2 separate regions of the Mus musculus genome follow, and region 2 is linked to region 1. The links are chromatin contacts, called in public Micro-C maps. All regions are on one chromosome and are shown on one strand. Each heading gives the region's core, a stretch centred on a gene start, on an enhancer-like site or on the middle of the called end of the contact. The rest is flanking DNA. Distances are from core to core; before and after follow the strand shown.

Region 1 (3,508 bases), core at 577-3,076:
TGCTGGGTCAGCATTTATACGTGCCCAGGATGTGGGCCAGTGAGATGACTCAGTAGGTAGAGGCGCTCATTGCCAAGCCTAGTGATCTAAGCTTAATCTCTGGAAGCCACATAGTGGGAGGACGGCACTGACGTCTGTATGCGATCCACTGACCTCCACTCAAGTGCTGTGACATATGTGGGCATGTACACACATGTACATGTATACATATAGGCACCTGCGTTCACACATGTAAACACACACGAATACAAGCACATTACATACACACACACACAAAAACACAAATGAGAGAGAAAGAGAAAAACAGAGAAACATGGAGGGAGAGACAGAGATGAGAGAGAGAGAGAAAGACAGAGAGAGAGACAGAGAGACAGAAGAGAAGAGAAAGACAGACGGACAGACAGACTGACAAGCTTTCTAGGATGTCCGTAGGTCATTTGTTGTATACGACACACCCAATAGCTCCAAGACAGGTCGGATAAAGTATAAGATCATGTGTCTATCTCAGGCTAAAGGCTCTGAGTGAATCCCTCTCTATCATGCAGGTACGTATGTGCCCATACAGTCATGTTCATCCCATAGGTTTGCATCTTTACTAAAAAGGCTGATTTTTTTCAGTGATATAAGCACCGTAGTGAGGATGTCCACAAAGAATAGAGCATACAGAAGAGAGTGAGCCACGGTCAGTGTCTCTATTGTATGAAAGTCACAGGCCTTTTTCAGAGAAATGCATCACCAGTGGCACAAATTCAGAAATACAAAGATATATTCATATAGTGGATACCTGTTTTCTATGCTGTTGGGTAAGACAGTTCAACCCTTTGCCAAATTTCACTTGAATCTTTTATTATTATTCTTCCAGTCAACAATATCACCATCATCATTTTTATTTCTTGGAGAGGAAATGTCAAAACTCAATGCTGGGAAGCCCGTCCTGCAGAGGCGGTAAACCTCCATTCCACCTCCGGAGAGATGCCTTTGACACTCTCTCCAAAGGTTCCCTGCAGTTTAAAGTAAAAATGTTCTTCAACACACAGTATGACTCGTTCAGAAGACACAAAAGGGTCAGGGCTACAAACCTAAAGAGAGCTTACATGACAGTTCACTGGGTAGAATGCCTATCTTGCAAGAACAAGGATCTGAGTTCAATCCCCAGAACCCGTGGGAAAAAATGTCAAGTGGAGTGATGAGCATGTGAACCCCCAGCCTTGAGGAGGCTGAGAGGAGGATCCCTGGGGCCCCCCGCCAGCCAGCATAGCCTATCAGCAAGTCCCAGGGCAAGACAAAAAACACAACAAACAAACAAAAGCCAAATAAGGAATGAGAGCAAGGTTGACCTCTGGCCTTTACATTCATGCACACACATATGCGCAAACATCTACATGCACACACATACATGCACATACATATGTGCACCAGCAACTGCACAGAGGCACATATATCAATGATAGAACTGGGTTTCATCAGATGAGCTGTGCTCAGTGGCAGATCAGAAATGCCGACTCCCTGACGGGGTGAGAAGTGAAGTTTTTACAATGTCATTTCCCCTCAGCAGTTATGAAAAGGGCAAGATACTGGTGTAATGCAAGAGGCTTGGGCATTATGAGAAGTCCCTTACTGTTTCTGTTCCCATAAAAACAATTAGTCATCCATTCATAAGAATCACTGATGGACACCAGTTCACTCAATGGGTCACTGTGTTTCCGGCAATTCCGTATTCCCACCCTTTTTTTTTTTTTCCATAAGGGCTGTCATTGGCTGGGACCCTCTGGGGAGCTGAGCCCTTGAAGAAACCATGACAACAACTTTAGTGAATTATGCCTTGGAAAACACAGCCAGTGGGGAGGAGGGAAAGGCAAGTGCCCCAGCCCTGCATCTTTGAAAGCATGCTTTAAAAATAGCCATGGGGGCACTTTCCTGTTTGTCAGACTCAGTAGCAGCTGTCCATAGCCCACATTGCTTTCATAACCCTGCCTGTCCACAAAGAAAATACAAACCCCAGATAGCTATAGAAATGGGCATTATTCAACACTCATGTGCCTTCAGAAATAGCTCAGGAAGCCATCAGAGACACAGTGAGAGGGAAGACGGGAAAACCTTAGGAGGACCAGAAAGGGAAGAGAAGAGGTATTTTTAAACAATGAGGAATTTGTAGTAATAAGGCAGCAAAAAAGGTCAGGATTTGAAAAGGCTGTCACTGAGAAATGGGTCAATCTTAAAACTCAAAGGTTCCCATAGACCTCACCAGGCTCCAAAGGACAGCACCAATCCAGTGGTCACACAGATTACCCTATTTACATGACAGGGGTCAGAAAACAAAAACAAAGTCATGATTCTGAGAAAGGGACTAGGGTGGAAGCCACCAGGGAATGGAGGGAGATAGGAGGATGAGGCTGGAGAATAATCAGAATGCATTGTTACATGTATGAAGCTGTCAAGGAACAGACTTAACTAATAATTCAAAACTAGACTTAACAGACAAGGCTTTCACTGGCTCTAGCCATGTCTTAGCCGTGTTTTCCTAAGCATACTTAACCTTGTCACAACCTCCTCCGGGAGGCCATGGAGGACATGGGCTAGCTAGTCTCTAGAATTCTGTTCTAACAAAGTTCTGTTGCATGACAGTGTAAAGAACATGGGTCCAGGCGGTGGGCAGTTGGGAGGACCATAGATTTACCCTGCAGTCACCTAAGGACCATTCACCTGGAGAAAGGAGTGGAACAGCTTGAAGTTGAGCCTATCACTATGACAGCAAACTTCATAGATCCCTCTTCACCCACCAATCACTAGGCAAGTAGGCGGGACTTCTGGGTTGGACAGGGGAAGAGAGGAAGCAGGAGAGAGTTAGGGGCCTTTTGGAGGGGATAGCGAGAGGGCAATATGTAGCTACTAGTGTCTCCTGGCTTATATGGCAGATCTGCCAGGATTCACCGCCAGAGGATTTAGATTTAATAAGGCTCACAAGATTCGGATTCTAGTTGTTGCACCCAGGGATTGAGCTACCATTGTTTCTGAACTAAGTTTGTTTGGCATTTTCGTTCAAGCAGTGGTGATGTGCACCAAAAAGGCCATTGGGGTTTTGAAGCATATGACTGACATGGTAGCAACAGGACAGTGAGAACTTCGTGACCTGGGTGGAGAGATTTTGGAGCTCTGAGTCAAAGAGTCTCCACAAGATAAGAAATGGCTGGCAAGACTGCCAAAGCTGAGAGCAGCTGGGTGCACCTTGGAAACTCGCCATTCTTTTTAATATTTCTTACAACAAGAAGGTGCCAGGAAGCCATATGATCCACTTCTCAGAGGCAAGGTGCAGGCAGGCAAAGAGCTCAGTTAGTGAAGTCAGACACACTGTACTGCATGAACAAATAAATACATGAACAGACTATCCATAGCAGGGAAGGCTCTTTAGTTCGGTGATCTTGTTTAGTTTCTTCTTAGCACAAAACAATGGCCAGCATACTGCCTTAAGTATAATTCTGATTCATAGTTATAGAGATTAGGGCCCACC
Region 2 (3,508 bases), core at 583-3,082, 160 kb after region 1:
GTGGAAGCAGAAGGATCAGAAGGTCAAGATTGTCCTCGGCTCTTCAGTGACTTTGAGACCAGCCTAGGTATATGAGACCCTGCCTCAAACAAAACAAAAGTCTCATGCAGCAAGACTACAAAATGAAAAGGAGGAGACTTTCCTAGTGTGCTGGAGAGAGAAAACTACCAAGCCCTAAAATATCATTTAAAAACAAACAACCCATAAAGTCGCACAGTTCTCTCTTTGGACACACTCCTATGTCAGAGTTTCCTCTTTCAGGCAGAGATAACATGTATAGACCCTTGTCTTAATGGAGCAAAGGCTTATTATTAACCAACAATGTACCGAGTATAGGAGTCCCACTGTCAGCTGGACTCTTAAAGAAAAGAATTGTATTGAAAACTTCACAATTAGAGATATCCTTCCTTGGATTAGGATCCTAAGAAAGATGCTTCCCCCACCCGCTTCTCCCATCGCCACCTTCACCATCACAAAGCAACTCTGTTTGCCTAGACATGGCACAACGCAAGGCATTGTGGCCCTTGCCATCCCCCTTCTCCCTCTATGACCTACAATAAGTAGCAGCAAGGTTGTTGCCCCAGGGTTGTATGTATGCTATTGGGGAGTGGGAGGAGGTGGATGGTGACACACATTGGCCAGCCATTAACTGCATTAGTTATTTTTTGTCGTTGTTATGACGACAATACCTGACAAAAACAACGTAGGGAAGATGCCCCCACCCCGCCCCACCCCCTGGCTCACAGATTGAGGTAAGAGTCTCTTACATGGAGTATGAGACAGCCAGTCATGTTGCTCTGGCTGTCAGGAAGCAGCAAGAAATGAATGCTGTGCTCAGCTCACTCTCTGTCTCATCTACTTCAGGATCTCAGCCCATGGGATGGTCCTGCCCCTATTGAAGGTGGATCTTTTCATTCAACTCACTTAGCCGATGCAGAAACTTCCTCACATAGACACACCCAGAGGTTAGCCTATTAAGTGATTCTAGATCATGTCAAACTGATAATCAAAGCAAACTCTTAACCTAACATGTCATGTTGATTATCTGTGGCTGGCATGATGGCTCAGTGGTTAAGAAAGCCTACTAGTCTTCCACAGAACCTTTCTTCAGTTCCTAGAATCCACACTCGGCAGCTCACAACCACCTGTAACTCCAGTTCCAGGGGATTTGACTCTCTTGTGGATCCTATAGGAACCTGCCAACATGTGGTGCACATATACACACTCAGACACACATGTACAAAACAAAAACAAATAAGAAATCGAGAGGAAACATAGTGGATTTTTTCATTCAGTGAAAGATACTGAGCAAAGCCCCATAGCCTCCCACCATTGCAAACAGTTAGCAATACGGTAAGCGTGCTCCTTCACTTGCACCAACTAGAGCCATCTCTCCTCCAGCCCCTTAGGGAAATAGCATGTACTTTTCAAATACAAATGATGGAAACCCACATAGTCAGAAACCTCAAGACATATTACAGCCAGTGGATCCACACATGAGAACCAAAGGCAGGGCTCAACAAACTGATGCTCTCTCTGTCTCTTTCTGTGTGTTTTAATTATATACACCAATCGATGGTATATGGCAGCATGCTAAAGAAAGAGCTTTTTCATATATGTTATACATTTTGCCTATCCTCTGTCCCTTAGTCGCTTTCGTTCCTCTAGACAGTTTTGCTTCCCTTTTTCTGTTTGTATGAAATCCAGAACCCTATTCTCTGCCCCCAAATGGGCAGTGCAGTGAGACTTTTGCTGTGTACAGCAACCTGGGTGCTCTGTAAGCCAGGGAAAGTGGGAGGGAGCTGGCTGAAGGAGCACACAGCACTGAGTCAGAGCTCAACTATTTGGGAGATTCCATCCATCCCTCTGGAGGTTAGTAACTCAGAAAAGACAACCGGTTCTGGCCTCTGGTGATAAACAAGGGAAAGAACCCAAAACTCCATGGGATCTTGATGGATAAGACGAGCTCTAAGAAAAACTAATTTAAGCAGCTGGGAGGCTCCAGACAAAGGCAGTGTTGACAGATGTGTTGGGGCAAGGCTAATGACATGACCAGGCCAGGCTGCGCCTGGCATAACGGAGTCCATTGAGCTCCACCTACCCCACCCTTCATCTGAGTCAGCTTAAAGGCAAAGAGAGCAAGCCCCGCCCCTTCTGGGACATCCCCAGCCCGTGAGAAGGGAAACCGCACTTAAGGTTTGAAACCAGCAGTGCAGAACCCACACGTGGGAAGTGCAGAACTGATAGCCATCCCTGGGGCACCTCAGGCAATCATGTGCAATTTAAAAACACATGCTGTAAACCCATATTTAAGGTTCATCAGAAGCTGCGAAGTAGCTGCATATAAACCATGGTTTCTGAAAACTGGAGACTATAATCCCAGGAGACAGGGCATGTTGAATATTAAGAACACAAAAGATCAGATGAAGCCAATTTGGCTCTGAGTCACGAAGACAAAGCAAGCAATTGGAATAGCAGAGTGTGTGGTGAGCTTGCTGGCTGGAAATAGGCACCACCATCATCCACCTACCCTGATCTTTGTAGGGATTCCTCAATGGGTATGGCAGGGCACACGGCCCATCCCTCAGGCTTAGCCATACACTTCTATTTGTGAATCTGAACTCATCCACCTAGAGACCTGGGAACAGAAAGAGTCACACTTGGTATCTACAGCAGAACTCTGCAGTGGCTAGCATGCCCTGGGCTCTCTACACCTTTACTCAAAGACAGAAGCTATCCACACTGCTTCAGAGACTAGATCTGCTTCTCCCAGAAGTTGCTCATTCTCCCATCCCTGGAAGGACCACTTAGTAGTAAATATTGAGTTTCAAAGATAGGCCATTGCCAGGAGACTCCACGGTTTCTGCCATAATACAGCAACCGTCACAACAAGACCCATGCTTAGTCTCTGGCATAGGTTGGTCTTCACAAAGGGTATATTTAAAATAGAGTGTAAAGTTCTCAAAAAAAAGAAGTGCTGTTTGGGCGTGTGTTTGTTTTCCCGTAACCTGTATATGACAGGCAGCTCACAGCCTCAGTCATGGTGACTTGAGATGAGAAGGATGGCCTTGCCCTCCCAACCTTCCTACCAGCTTCTTGTCTGAATTTCATTTCTGTTGTGAATTTAGTGTGCGTACACATACATACGTGCAACTGTGCGCATGCACTCCTGCATGTGTGTGTGTGTGTGTGTGTGTATGTGTGTGTGTGTGTGTGTATGTGTGTGAACAGTGGTACACATGTGGAAGCTAGAAGACAATGTGCAGGAGCCATTACTCTCCTTCTATGAGGTGGGCCTAGGGGGTCAATCTCAGGTGAGGGCTATCACCTGCTCAGCCATCTCACTGGCATTAACCTGCATTTCTGACTAATCCTTATTTGTGAATAAATAATAGATGAATCAATAAATGAATTTCCTGTACAAATCAAAGATTCTTCCTATAACATTTTCCTATATCATTTTTGTTTCTAGTTTTTCTTTGTTGTTCTTATATCTTCTCCATGAAAG

Evidence for each region. Hi-C and Micro-C count contacts between places; a contact is called where the count stands out from the background.
Region 2: a Micro-C map of muscle stem cells shows a contact between it and region 1, with 6 times the contacts expected there. The contact joins two enhancer-like sites. A contact is called at or near these places in 3 of 484 Hi-C or Micro-C datasets (cortical neurons, muscle stem cells and myocytes) and 2 of 115 datasets of contacts at active chromatin or transcription factors (embryonic stem cells and fibro-adipogenic progenitors).

Annotation. Positions count from the first base shown.
Region 1 is chr1:126,658,870-126,662,377 of GRCm38.p6, forward strand. The region is part of intron 2 of Nckap5 (NCK-associated protein 5); the gene reads right to left. Among named protein-coding and RNA genes, the nearest start is that of Nckap5, 170 kb to the right of the region's middle. Within about 2 kb of position 1,827, at least 33 of the 459 cell types and tissues checked have an H3K27ac peak or open chromatin away from gene starts, as enhancers often do. A contact at or near this core is called in muscle stem cells and myocytes, where this site is marked.
Region 2 is chr1:126,815,724-126,819,231 of GRCm38.p6, forward strand. The region is part of intron 1 of Nckap5 (NCK-associated protein 5); the gene reads right to left. Among named protein-coding and RNA genes, the nearest start is that of Nckap5, 13 kb to the right of the region's middle. Within about 2 kb of position 1,833, at least 154 of the 459 cell types and tissues checked have an H3K27ac peak or open chromatin away from gene starts, as enhancers often do. A contact at or near this core is called in muscle stem cells and myocytes, where this site is marked.